2 separate regions of the Rattus norvegicus genome follow, and region 1 is linked to region 2. The links are chromatin contacts, called in public Hi-C maps. All regions are on one chromosome and are shown on one strand. Each heading gives the region's core, a stretch centred on a gene start, on an enhancer-like site or on the middle of the called end of the contact. The rest is flanking DNA. Distances are from core to core; before and after follow the strand shown.

Evidence for each region. A called contact is a pair of places that touch in the nucleus more often than the background predicts.
Region 1: a Hi-C map of liver shows a contact between it and region 2, with 5 times the contacts expected there. The contact joins two enhancer-like sites. A contact is called at or near these places in 8 of 12 Hi-C or Micro-C datasets (the A7r5 cell line, frontal cortex, kidney and 4 more) and 1 of 1 datasets of contacts at active chromatin or transcription factors (oligodendrocytes).

The regions. Positions count from the first base shown.
Region 1 is chr7:12,352,116-12,358,721 of GRCr8, reverse strand. All of the region lies in intron 1 of Ftl1l5 (ferritin light chain 1 like 5), which reads right to left. Cyp4f40 (cytochrome P450, family 4, subfamily f, polypeptide 40) reads right to left here. Exons shown (of 12, transcript NM_001109360.1): 7 at 4,478-4,544; 8 at 4,168-4,297; 9 at 2,837-2,970; 10 at 2,695-2,759; 11 at 2,485-2,567; 12 at 1,989-2,166. The coding sequence ends at 1,992. Among named protein-coding and RNA genes, the nearest start is that of Cyp4f4, 12 kb to the left of the region's middle. Within about 2 kb of position 1,966, at least 9 of the 93 cell types and tissues checked have an H3K27ac peak or open chromatin away from gene starts, as enhancers often do. A contact at or near this core is called in liver, where this site is marked.
Region 2 is chr7:12,181,342-12,188,539 of GRCr8, reverse strand. Cyp4f17 (cytochrome P450, family 4, subfamily f, polypeptide 17) reads right to left here. Exons shown (of 12, transcript NM_001191986.1): 6 at 6,904-7,174; 7 at 6,525-6,591; 8 at 6,206-6,335; 9 at 3,288-3,421; 10 at 3,151-3,215; 11 at 2,915-2,997; 12 at 1,816-2,574. The coding sequence ends at 2,397. Among named protein-coding and RNA genes, the nearest start is that of Cyp4f5, 9.7 kb to the left of the region's middle. Within about 2 kb of position 2,414, at least 54 of the 93 cell types and tissues checked have an H3K27ac peak or open chromatin away from gene starts, as enhancers often do. A contact at or near this core is called in liver, where this site is marked.

The DNA.
Region 1 (6,606 bases), core at 717-3,216, 170 kb before region 2:
AATGGGCAGAAGAAGTTGGTTCTGGCTTTAGAGTCAAGAAAGATTCAGGATTAAGGGGGTTGTAGAAGCCTCCTCCATGGTTAAGGAAAGGCACTGAGGTCAGGCATGGGGCAGGGAACTCCCTGCATGAAGCCCTGAGAGGCCATTGTGTGAAGCTCTGAAAGTGATACCTGGATTGTGTTGGAGACCCCAAGATGTTGGAGATGCCAGTGCCATAGGTTACCCACCAAGGAAAGCTGCAGACAGAAAGTGGAACCAACTCAACATGGACAAGTGTTTGCCATCAATAGGCATAGAGCTGCAGGGTTTGTGGTTGACTCTATGGATTTTCATCTTCCTTGGGTCCAGTAGTTCCTCACTGTGCTGCTATTCTTCCATTTTTGGAATGATTGTGTATGTTCTGTGCCCTTGTGTCCTGAAGATTTGGTCCCTCAGTAGGTATACCCAAATAAGAGGATTAGGAAACACAGCCTTGTTGGAAGAGGTGTACTACTTGGGGTGACTTTGAGATTCAAAAAGATACCGTTCCGTGTGTGTGTGTGTGTGTGTGTGTGTGTGTGTGTGTGTGTGTGTGTCCAACTTGTGGATCAAGGAATAAGCTCTCAGCTGTTCCTACAATCATACCTTTGCTCTGCCAGCACGGGCTGAATTCTCCAAAACCATAAGCCCCAATTAAGTGCTTTCTTTTATAAGCTACTTTGATCATGATATTGTATAACAGCAGTAGAAAAGTAACTAACACACGCAGAGTTTTAAAAAGATCTTTAATTAAAAGCACTAATACCAAGGATAGTCCCTCGAAAATCAATTAAGTTAAAAATAACTAATACTATTTTAAAGATGACTAATGAAGGTTCATAAAACAATTTAGTGTCATGACAGGATATTCATAACATTTTGTGTGAATAACTCAACAACAAAACTATGTATAATAAAAATATTTTTTGAGGTGGAAATCACATAATATGAACATGAAGTGTTTAATGACATGGGACCTTCTCCATGCTCTATTTCTAAGACATTTCATCAGTCCATGAGGGAAATGTATTCCCATTCAGCAGTCTTTCCTCTTTCCCCATCCCCACAGCTCTATCGACCACTCACAGGCTTTTGATTGCTATGGGTGTTTCTACTCTAAACTTCCCATAAAAGAAATGGTAATATGTGATTTTGGTGTATGGCTTTTGTGACTTGTGCAATGTGATGGCTCCACCATGAACTATTCCTGTTATGGCTGAGGAACACCTCATTGTATAACTACAATGCTATGTCCATTCAATCATTTGAAAGTAGGTGTTTGTACTGTTTCCACAATTTTGCAATTGTGAGTAGGGCATAATATAGTTTGAATATGAACTACCCAAACAGGCTTAAATGTGGGTAGTTCATTAAATGTGGTTGGTTCAGGAAAGGAGCTGAAGCAAAATTACCCTTCAAAAATTAACTTTACTAGGGAAAGGGGCATCATAACTTTGGTTACTTTGAGGTAAGAAAGCATGAAAAACAGTAAGTCAGAGACAACATGATGATGCCCTTAAAGGAAAGACAGGCTTTGCTGTAAAACAAGGAGAGGAATTTCGTTATGAGGTATAGGTAATAGTAAAAGTAAGAGAGATGGCCACCATAAACATAACGGAAGGGGAATCCTAGGAGTGAGCCTTCAAAAAACCCTGAACAAAGAAAAATACCTAACTTTTGCCTATTTTCAGGGGGTGGTGGGAAGTGTGATGCCACATGATTTAGTCTGGGATAGCTTTGTTGGCAAAAAGCACAAAGGAACCAAGTGCCATAAGTTAGGGGCTGTTGGTCATTCAGAGAAGTCAGGGATCTTTGACTCAAATCAGCCAGCTGGACTCCATAACTCTGACCACTGGATGGATTCCTTGCAGCCCCTGCTTGCAGGGTGACAGCACTGCTTGGGCTTTGCAATCGACATGGGCAGAGTCACGCCTATTTACATACTAAAAGTCCAGGACAAAGTAGGACAGTTACTATGCTTGGGCGCTCAGAGGCTCCACCCGCAGCCACAGCCCGTCCTCCGCGCGCAGAATCAGCTCCGGCTTCCGGCGCGGCTCCTTGTCATCGGGCAGGACGCGGAAGCGCAGCAGCGTCAGCGCCACTGCCACCTTCATCTCGTTCATAGCGAAAGTCTGTCCTATGCAGTTCCTGCGGGAGGATGGGGTAGGGACTCTGACTGTGCCCTTTTCCAGGACCCAGATAGGGACCCTCAGACCCAACCTGACCCAGTCCCGTCGGGTTGAGAGATGCTAATATACAGAGCACACCACTAATGCTTAATTCGAACCTTGCCCAGAGTTTAGGCCACAATACAAACTAGCCGCAACACCACCACTATCCCTGGCTGCTCTTGGAACTTCCGAAAGAGGCTCTCCAAACCTTGGTGAAACCCCTACCATCTCCATCCACCTTTTCTCACTACCAGGCTCAGATTTTGCTCCACGACCACGTGCTTGCTGGACTCACCTGGGTCCTGCCGAGAAGGGAATAAATGCCAGAGGCGATCTAGCCTGGATGTTCTCTGGATCAAAACGGAAGGGGTCATAGACCTGCAAAAGACTAGTCATGGTGAATGGGTGATATCTACCAACACAGCCAGAGTCAGAGTCTTGAGTGTGCTGGAGGTCTGACATCCTGGGGCTATTGGGGATGAACAAGAGTGGGAACACTGCGCACCTCAGGGTCCTGCCACACAGTTGGGTTGTGATGGGTTGCAAAAATATTGATGATGCAGATGATACCTGTGAGAAAGAGAAGCGAGCAGGGTAAGCTGCCTGATGAGCTTTGCTGTGTACCGTTTCCTAAGTTCTGTGGTTACCTTTAGGAATGACACGGCCGTCTGGCAGAGAAATGTCCTGTGTGCAGCATCGGGAGACCATTGTGACTGGGGGATGCAGTCGCAGACTCTCCTTGATGCACATGGTCAGGAAGGGCAGCTGGGCCAGGTCGTCCCTGAGAAGCACACCACACAATTATCCAGGAGCAAAAGCAGAGGCTGCCAGCCCCTGGGCTGCCCATTTAATCTTTCCTCACAGTGGTAAAATAATCTTGAGAAGAACAGAAAGCTAGGAAAGTACTAGAGGAAATTTAGCTAGGAATCTTTAGAGAAGTTTGTTTGTTGTTTGTTTTTCTGAGACAACGAATTGTTCAAAAGCCCACCATTTTAAAAACAACAAACTTCCATTAAAATGAATATTTTTATGGTAAAAAAAAAAGCAAAATGCGAAGAGAAAGAATAAATGGATCTAAATTGTTTGGTCTTCTGTCTCTCTCCCTCACATATCCTATCTACCCTTTCCCACCTCCCTTGCCTTCTCTCAGAGTTATTTTTCCTGTCTCAGGCCCTTCCGTCACCTTACCCCTTCTTTATCCTCCATGTTCCCATCTTCCTTCCTCTTTACATATTTCCTCTTTTTTGTACCCCTCCTGCTACCAGTCATCTTACTGACTTCCTCTTTCATCAGTCAATATCATCCTTAGACCTACCACTGTGTTCCTCAGTCCCACACAGATATTCAGTGACTTTCCCAATAAAACATATCCTTTCCTCCTGCACTTGCTTCTCTAATACTCTCATTCCAATGTCTTCCCATCGGTCCTAGATGTGCCTTAACTTAAGACTGCTCTCCCACCAAACTGAGAGCCAAGGAAGGCTGGTCTCTGAGCTGAGTCTTTAGCACCAAATTGGGGTGAAATGGGAGAGTGGGAGAGTTTGATGAGTGAGGAATAGATGCATGGATGATCCAAAGTTTCAAGAAAAAATACATATGACTTTTATTTCCAGATGTCTCCTATGGATCCCTAGGCGGAATAGTAAGGAAGTAATTAAAGAACAGACAAGCAATCTATCAGGAAGGGATTAATGGGGAAATGTTGAATAGGACAGAAGTCCAGGAGAGGAAAGGAAGTTCATTTTTATTCAATGCATGCCAAGTAGTATCATCTGCCTTCACATAGTGTTGTCTTGTCAATAATTCTCCTTGAAGTCCATATATTTCTTTCCAATGCATAGACCTTTTCCTTGCTGATGAAGTAGAAGCCTCATCCACCAGCCAACAACAGAATAATCATTTAAAGAGTTCCCTTCCCTACCTGGGAAACAGAAGCAGGAGAGGGGCTCAGGGACAACCTACCATGGCCTATGCTCACCATTCAATCTCTTCAGAATCACGATCCCTCAGGAGTTCCTGCACCTCCTGCCGGCAGCGCTCCTGGTATTCTGGGTGCTTCGCCAGGTTGTACAGGATCCAGGAGAGCCCACTGGCTGTGGTGTCGTGGCCTGAAGAGCAGATAGGTAGACTTGGGCTTCTGGGCTGTTTCAGCACCACTGAGTGGACAGCACTCAAGCAGTGACGTTTTAAGGAGGGTAGGGAAAAGATAGAGCACAGAGAATGAGAGACCCAGACTCCTGAGGTAGAGAGACTCCTACCCCTTCCCTTATCTTCACTGATGCTCTCACCCTCAAACATGAAGGTGTCAGCCTCCGCTCGGATGTCCTCATCTGACAGCTCCTTTCCGTCTTCATCCTGGAGACAAGGCAAGTTCTTATATCACACAACTTCTGACGGCTCTCATGTCTAACATAACATCTAGAGATCCTTTTCCAACCAGGCACACAAGACCTTCATATGACTGCACTTCTCTTGGTCACCGACACACAGGCGTTTTCTTGGCTTCCTGTTTTTTTCCTAGTTGAAGGAATCAAAGACTCACAAGGTATTTCCTACTTCTGTATGATGAGTGATTTCTGTGGGAGGAGTGACTAGCTACCTTGCAAATACAACCATTGCAGAGCGATTAGAGATTTAACATTGCTCTAAGTCAGTGTTTCTCAACATGTAGCAGACCACTATCTCCAAAAATATTTACATTACAATTCATAGCTGTTGTATGAGACAGCAACAAAAATAATTTTATAGTTCGGGGTCAGCACAACACGAGGAACTGTATCAAAGGGTCACAACATCAGGAAGGTTGGGAACCACTGCTCTAAGTCTTTGACTTTGCTCACTAAGTAAGAAGAGTGGACTTCCTTTGCATCATTCTTCCTTTATTGCTGCTTGCTTTGTCACAAAGGTTGTGTCTGCAGGGTGGGAAGATTAATGCTGATGGGAGAAATAGGGACAGTATGTCACAGTGTCTGGTTGGTGTCACAGTGTGTCTGGTTAGTAAGTGAACTAGCTTCCCCTTCTCCCTTCTTTCTCAATCGCTAGTTTTAAAATGTGTCTCCTCTCTGTCTTCTCTCATCTTGGTTTCTGATTCCTTCCCTGCTCTCCTGTCCCACTACTAGGTTGAAATATAGAGAATTTATCTTATTTCCTTTAGAAGCTATCAGGTTTACAAACCTGCAAAACTTACCTCAGCACTTGGTTAAAGTTGTTTATAATAAAAAATAAAATCCCCTCTTTATTTGAGAAAATTTGAGAGAAATACAGGGTGATCTATGTGCATGAAAATGTCACAATGAAATTCATTATTTTATAGCTAAAAATTAATCTTCTATTCCGTGCTTGCTCTCCTGTCTCCTCTGCCCCTCCTTTCCCATCATCTGTTCACTCTTCATTTACTTTACCTCTCCTGTTCTCGTCCCTCCCCCTCTCTCATTGTTTATCCTATTGCTTTCTCTGAGACTAAGAAGACATAGATGTGCTGTCCTATAAGCCTCCATGACTCATAATATATGGGTCTTTCTCCTGTTTTATAAATCGGGTTGTGAATGAGAATGGTCCCATAGGCTTACATATTTGCATGCTTAGTCCTCAGTTGATGAACTATTTGGAAAGGATTAGGAGGTATGGCCTTGTTGGAGGAAGTGTATTGTTGGTGGGCTTTGAAGTTTCAAAAGGCCACTCCAGGCCAGTCTCCCCCCACCCCTCTCTCCTTGCTGCCTATGAATCAGGATGTAAAGTTCTTAGCTAGTACTCCAGCTCCAGCCTGTCTGCCTCCCACTATGATAATCATGGACTAATCCTCTGAATCTGTAGACCAGCCCACAATTAAGTGCTTTCTTTTATAAGAGTTGCTTTAGTCATGGTGTCTCTTCAGAGAAACAGAACAGTAATTAAGATATCTGCCATCAGGTTGCTCCCCTCCTACAATGTTTTCCCTATCCCCTTCCCTTTCTCCTCTGAGTAGGTAGGGGGTCCCCCTGGGTTTCCCCCCAACCCTGGAACATCAAGTCTAAGATTGATTTTTAACTATAAAATAATTCATTTCACTGTGACATTTTTGTGCACATAAATGTCGGGTAAAAATAATCAAATCACCTGGGAAGGGAAGATCTAGGACTAGGGAGTGAGTGTTACCTTCCTAGTATGTATGACTGCTATGTGTGATCTACACTGACTATGAAATTATGTGCAGCATCTCCCAAATCCAAATACTATAATTCACTAACCTACCAAGTAAGGCCCTTTGGTTTCAGACCTAGAAAGGCTGTATTGGCTATATCCTAGTGTGCTCTCTATAATGTGTTTCTTTCTGACTAGTCTCTCTTTTCTTCAAATGTTTTCTATGGATTCTAGGTGTTCTCTACATCAAGTCCAAGTCATTACTGAAACATAAAATGTTATATGTCATTTCACATTC
Region 2 (7,198 bases), core at 1,165-3,664:
AAAAAAGAAAATTAGAAAATGGGGTTCTGGGGTTGGCTCAGAGGTTAAGAAGACATACTACTTTTGCAGAGGACACTAGTCTGATTCCCAGCAGGGTCATCAGGTGGCTCACAACTGTCCCCACCCTCTGGGCACACAAACAGAGGGAATGAGTTAGAGGGAGAGAGTGAGGAAGAAGGGGAGAGACACAGAGAAGGGGGAGAGAGACACACACAGAGAGATTTTAGTTCTCTTTCCGTGAGGGATGCTGCCTGATTGAGGAACGTGGTCTAGTCCCACTCTCTTTTACTTTATGCAACATCCATAACTTCTTGGATAGTGGAGTTTATGGCATACAGTACAATGTCCTTTTGTACCCCCTGGAGTACACACCCTTGGCCCAGCATACATGGTAAAGGGAAGGACAAGCAGCCCTGTGGAGAGTCTATCTCAAAGGACAGTTTGTCATCAGAGTCAGCCATCTCGAAAAATGGCCCCTTCCTTCTGAGAGGAGCTACCCTAGGGAACAGTGACTAAGGTACAGAAATCCAGCCCTGCTGAACCCTGCCCAAAGTGTACATTCCTACATTTATAAGCAAATCCCTACACTTAACAGAGGGCTTGGCTCACAATATTCCTTAACCCACCCATGGGCAGCAAAGAGCATGTTTGACACTTGGGTCATGACAGAATGACTACAGAGACACCAGCTGTGATGCTTCAGTTTTCTGTCACAAAGTCAAGGGACTCACTGCTGTCAACCCCTCATGAGTTCTCTCTCTCTCTCTCTCTCTCTCTCTCTCTCTCTCTCTCTCTCACACACACACACACACACACACACACACACACACACACCACAGAAAACCTAAGAACCAGGAAGGTTTTTAGCTCACTGGTAGAGGATTTCCCAAAAACCCAAAGACACTCTATAGATAAGGACAGAACACTAGAAAATTTTTTAAAAATCAAACATTTTTGCTCTTAAACTATTTCTCTTTTTTCTTTTTTTAGATTTATATTTTATGTATGTGAGTACAGTGTAGCTGTCTTCAAACACACCAGAAGAGGGCATCAGGTCCCATTACTTACTGATCCCTGTGAGCCACCAAGTGGTTACTGGGAATTGAACTCAGGACCTCTGGAAGAGCAGGCAGTGCTCTTAACCTCTGAGCCATCTCTCCAGCCCATCTAAAGTCATGTCTCAAGCCAAAGATATATAAAACTCTGGTTTTTAAGTTTTGAGACAAGGTCTCGCAATGCTGGCCTCAAATTTTCAACATAGCCAAGACCAGTCTTCAACTCATAAAACTGTTTTAATTCCTTCCTGGTAGGAGGAGGGAAATCAAATCCTAGAAGAGACACAAGAAGTGTGTGTGTGTGTGTGTGTGTGTGTGTGTGTGTGTGTGTGTGTGTGTGTGTGTTTCACATACAGTCATGCTCATGAGGAGGTCAGAGGTTTATTCAGGTGTCTTCAGTCATCACTATCCACCTTACTTATCCCATCACTTCCTGAGATAGTGTCTCTTACAACATGGAGCTCTGATTCAGCAGGACTGGCTGGCCACTGAGGCCCTGGAATCCTCCTGTCTCCCCACTAAGCCACCTCCCCAGCCCAAGGAAGAACAAGTGGGAACCTGAAAGGACATCACCACACAGGGAGCCTGCAATGTGATGTCATTTTAAATTTAAGCTGCCTCAATGGTCTTAGACATCACAAGCCTTGGACATCATTTAACATCATTTTGAAAGGCTCCCAGACTTCTCTCCTGGGAAACTTCCCATCATTCTAATAAAAAATACCTTCAGATATGACAGGCACAGTGGTGCACTTTCTTTTTTTTTTTTTTTTATTTATTTATTATATATAAGTACACTGTAGCTGTCTTCAGACACACCAGAAGAGGGCATCGGATCTCTTTACAGATGGTTGTGAGCCACCATGTGGTTGCTGGGAATTGAACTCATGACCTCTGAAAGAGCAGTCGGGTGCTCTTAACCGCTGAGCCATCTCTCCAGCCCAGTGGTGCACTTTCTAATTGCCACTCGAGTGGTCAGGCCAGAGATTTGCTGCAAGTTAAAGGCCTGCCTGCAGTATCCACTGAAAGCTGAGACTCTGTCTCAAACACAAAAGAAAGAAGTAAACTGCCTCAAATCTGCCAGTAAACCTTATATCTCTCCTGCTTAAAGATCTATGGTGCCTCCCTATTGCCAAAGGAACAAAGGCCTTTCTTGAGCTTGGGTGCAACTCTCATCAGTCTGTGGGCCCGGTGGGTCACCTAGAAAGGCTCTTGGACTCAGACAGCAGCCCTAGCCAGGCTCCCAGAGTCTGTTGTCCTGCAGCGCCCCCTGCTGGCTCTCGGTGAGGCTCCGCTTTTTCTGAATTGTGCAGAGGAGAGTGACTGGGACATTAGATGGTGTTACTGAGCGCCTGTGCTCAGCGGCTCCACCCGCAGCCACAGCCCGCCCTCCGCGCGCAGGATCAGCTCCGGCTTCCGGCGCGGCTCCTTGTCATCTGGCAGGAGTCGGAAGCGCAGCAGCGTCAACGCCACCGCCACCTTCATCTCGTTCATAGCGAAAGTCTGTCCTATGCAGTTCCTGCGGGAGAACAGGGTGGGGACTCTGACTTTACTGAGACCTAACCAGCCCCCAAGGTTTGAACTGAACTAGTCCCTGTCGTGCCACGCCTGCCCGAGAGGCCGAAGGTGCGCTGATGATCCTGGGGAATCCAAGTGTTGTGTTGCCACTTCCAACGCTCTCTCAAACTCAGTGCCCAAGACAGATCAGGACCAGAAGAGCTATGACCATAGGGCTCTCGCCTTTCACCTCCAGCCCGGCTCTATAGACCTATTTCCTGAGTAGAGGGCGGGAAGGAGACCCAGAACCAACCATCCCAACTTCCCCTGTCCCCTCAGTTATCCAAGGGCTTTCGCCTCACCTCGGCCCGGCAGAAAAGGGAATAAAAGCCAGAGGAGACCTCTTCTGTGGGTTTTCTGAGTCGAAGCGGAAGGGGTCATAGACCTGAAGATCAACCAAGACAAGGCTGTTGGGTCAGGTCTCTGTGCACATCCAGCCAGTCCCAGTGAAGATGGATATGGAGACAGAAGAGTGAGAGCTCTGGTTTTCCACACCCCTTCCCCGGGTTCCAGAATTAGAGAGTGGGTAGGGTCACACCTCAGGGTCTGGCCAGACTGAAGGGTTGTGATGAACCCCAAAGATGCTGATGATACAGTCGTTTCCTTTTGGACAAGAAAAGAAGTCAGTGCTGCCCCCGGGGACCAGTAGGAGCCACCTCCCCATACTGTCCACACCTTTTGGGATGACCCGGCCGTCTGGAAGCACAACGTCTTGGGTGCAGCATCGGGAGATGACTGTGACTGGGGGGTGCAGCCGCAGACTCTCCTTGATGCACATGGTCAGGAAGGGCAGCTGGGTCAGGTCGTCCCTAAGAAACCACCATGTAATTATCCAGGGTGCAAAAACAAAGTCCTCGCCTGCTAGAATCCTTGTCATTAGAGGGCTAGCACCCATTTTTGATGACCTGAATTCAGTAGCCAGACCACACAAGGTGTTAAGAGAGAACCAACTCCTACCCAAGAGTTGTCTTCTAACCTCCACACATGCCATAAACTTCATGCACACACACACACACACACACACACACACACACACACACACGCATAGTACTTACTGGCCAGCCTCACTTGTTTCTCTGTGACTATGAATCCAAAGCCAAATTTAATTTAATTTAATTTAATATGAATCAAATAAATTTGTTTATTATTTTTATTTGTGTGTGTGTGTGTGTGTGTGTGTGTGTGTGTGTGTGTTGTGTAAGCCAGGGGTCACCATGCGCATCTTTTTCTATCCCTCTATATTTTCTATTTTGAGACAGTGTCTCTCACTGAACATGTATTTTGGTTAGACTGGCTGGCCAGCACGATTCCGTTCCCCTGTGTTCCAGTGCTGGCGTAGCCTTTTACATGGATTCTGGGAACTCAAACTGAAGTCTTTATGCTATCAGCAATCACCCCAGCCATGTTTTATGGAATTTACTTTGCTTAGACATAATGTGTCACTATGTAGCTTTAGCTAGTCCAGAACTCCATGTAAACCGGACTGGCCACGAGCTTAGAGCTCCACCTGCCTCTACCCCCCGTCCCTGCTCCTGCCCCCTGCTCACTACCCCGACCCTGACCCCTGACCCCGACCCCTGACCCTTGCCCTCTGCCAGGACGGTTTTGAACTGATCCTTAATGCCTCCACCTCACGAATGTAGAGAGAACAGGAGTGAGCCACCGTGCTTAACTCTGAATCAAAGAGTAAACCATTAGAAAATCAAAAATAAATAAATAAATAAATAAATAAATACTGGAGAAATTAACTTGATATTAATATTTTAGAAATATTTCTTTAGGGGGCTGGAGAGATGGCTCAGTGGTTAAGAGCACTGACTTGCTCTTCCAAAGGTCCTGAGTTCAATTCCCAGCAACCACATGGTGGCTCACAACCATCTGTAATGAGATCCGATGCCCTCTTCTGGTGTGTAAAAGACAGTGCGTTCATATACATTAAATAAATCAATTTAAAAAAAAGAAATATTTCTTTAAAACCCATGCTTATCTGGACTGATCCTGGACTCTGACCTCATAGGTAGCAATGAATATCCTAGTAAGAGCACCAGTGGAAGGGGAAGCCCTGGGTCCTGCTAAGACTGAACCCCCAGTGAACTAGACTGTTGGGGGGAGGGCGGCAATGGGGGGATGGTTGGGAGGGGAACACCCATAAGGAAGGGGAGGGGGGAGGGGGATGTTTACCCGGAAACCAAAGAATTATTATTACGTATTAAATAAATTAAAAAAAAAACATGCTTATCAAAAGATACCGTTACCAAAAGCAAAGAGGATCTCTTTAACCATTTTCATTTATTTACGTGAGAGACCTTTAGAAACAAAATGGAGGCACTCTGGACTCAGAAGGTGGAGCAGGAGGAGCGACACTTCAAGAGCAGCATAGGCTGTCCGTTGAGTTGAAGGCCAGCCTCAGTTTAGGGACACTGTCTTAACAAGATTAGCAGGAGTGCTCACCACTCTCTAGAGGACCCCATTTCACTTCCTAGCACCCACAGAGAGCAGCTCTTAACCAGCTGTTACTCCAGCTCCAGGGGATCTGACACCTTTTGGCTTTCCAGGACACTGTGTGTACATACCCCCACAGAGACAGGAATTAAAGCCCATCTCTTTAAAAGTGAATATGTTAAAAATAAATGTCTGTCTGCTCTGACTAGAATTTCCCACTATATCTTAAAAAAAAAAAAAAAAAAAAAACCTGAACGTATAAAGTTCGTTATTACATCTACCATTTCCATGATTTGCCATGTCCTGCGGTAAGAATAAATGTCACATGTATTGATAACCACAACTGAGCTGGCGGGGGGAGCACCACTGACTGACTGCAATTCTGTGCCCATCTGCCAACTCTCCATCCGCCCCACTCCTTACCAGACGGATTAAGGAGAATTAAAAGGCCAACTGCGTCCAAATAGAGTACCAGAAGCAACATCTTTGTGACAGACAACCAGAAACTCTTCAAATTCCAGAGGCTTGAACTTAGAGACCAGAAGAAAGGGGCAGTATGCCATTCACAAAAAGGTCATTCGCAGATCTCTAGGATCCTGTCTGTCTGTTACCGTGTGTGTGCGTGCGTGCGTGTGTGTGTGTGTGTGTGTGTGTGTGTGTGTGTGTGTGTGTGTGTGTGTAAATCATACAAGCAAAGGCTACATAACCCAAGAGAAAAGTAGCCAGAGGATATGATCTAGGTATTCTCGGGGGTCAGCCAGTAGAAACGTAAGAAGCAATCCTCTAGTTTGTCAGGTAATCCCAGGAGGTGAGTTCAGGGCCAGCTTGAACTACATAACTACACCAAAAGTATCAAAAGCTGGGCCAGGCAGGTGACTCCTCACGTAAAGAGACCTGCTGCTGATTCTGACAAGCCAAATTCAGTCCCTAGAACCCACATGGTAGAAAGAGAGAGCCAATGCCTGAAAGGTCCTCTGACCTCCACATGTGTACTTGGCACATGCACACCCCCAATCAGACACACACACACACACACACACACACACACACACACACACACACACAAGCAGATAAATAAATAAACAAATAAATAAATCAAAAATACCAACTACCATGCCAGCTCACACCTATATTCTTGGCACCGGACTCACCATTCAATCTCCTCAGGTTCCCGGTCCCTCAGCAGCTCCCGCACCTCCTGCCGGCAGCGCTCTTGGTGCTCCGGGTGCCTCGCCAGGTTGTACAGGATCCAGGAGAGTGCACTGGCTGTGGTGTCATGGCCTGGGGGACAGACAGGAAAGTCTGGGTATCTGGGCTGTTTTAGCACCCCAGAGTAAACAGTCCTTAGGCATCCATGTCCCCAAGCAAAGCAGTGGCTACGTAGAAAGGAAGATCCAGTGTCTCCACACAATACCTAATTGGAATTGAGAGACTCTTGCCCTCACTGTAACCCTACACAGGGACCCTCACCTCCAAACATGAAGGTGTCAGCCTCTGCCCGGATGTCCTCATCTGACAGCTCCTTTCCATGTTCATCCTGGAGACAAAAACCAGAACTGTCAACTCGTTCCGTGTCTGAGAACTCCAGATCTGAGACAGGCTCTGATACCCATTGGGCACACAGGACATCTTCCCTCTCCACTCCACAGTCTGCCCTGCAGTTTCTTCCTCAATTGTTTGAGGTTGTTTGTTCCTTCATACAGTGTCCAACAGTCACCTCTAAAAGTCTCTGTACCCTGTCCTCAGTGACTATAAACACCATCTATTGCTTCCTCTTGATCAAGTCTAACGTCTATCTGACATTTAATGTCAGCGTTCTTGGTTAAGGTCTCAGTTCACATAAGCCCACCTTGGCCAGCAAGAGCACATCAATGAAGTCCAAAGTCTTAGACTTAGTCTTAGACTTCAGGAACTCATCAACGCTTTGGCTGGAGAGGGTGCGACGTCTCTCCCTGATGACAGCATCCGTGAAGTTGTGCACCAGGTCGCAGGCCTTGCGGAAGCGCCGCCCATCAGCAGTGAGGTAATACAGGAAGTCCATGTACAGGAAGGGCTGGTGATGCCGTTTCACTATGAGGGAGCTGAGCTCCTGAATAGCAGCTATGTATTCACTGGGAGACCTGCAGGGCAGGCCGGAGAGAAGG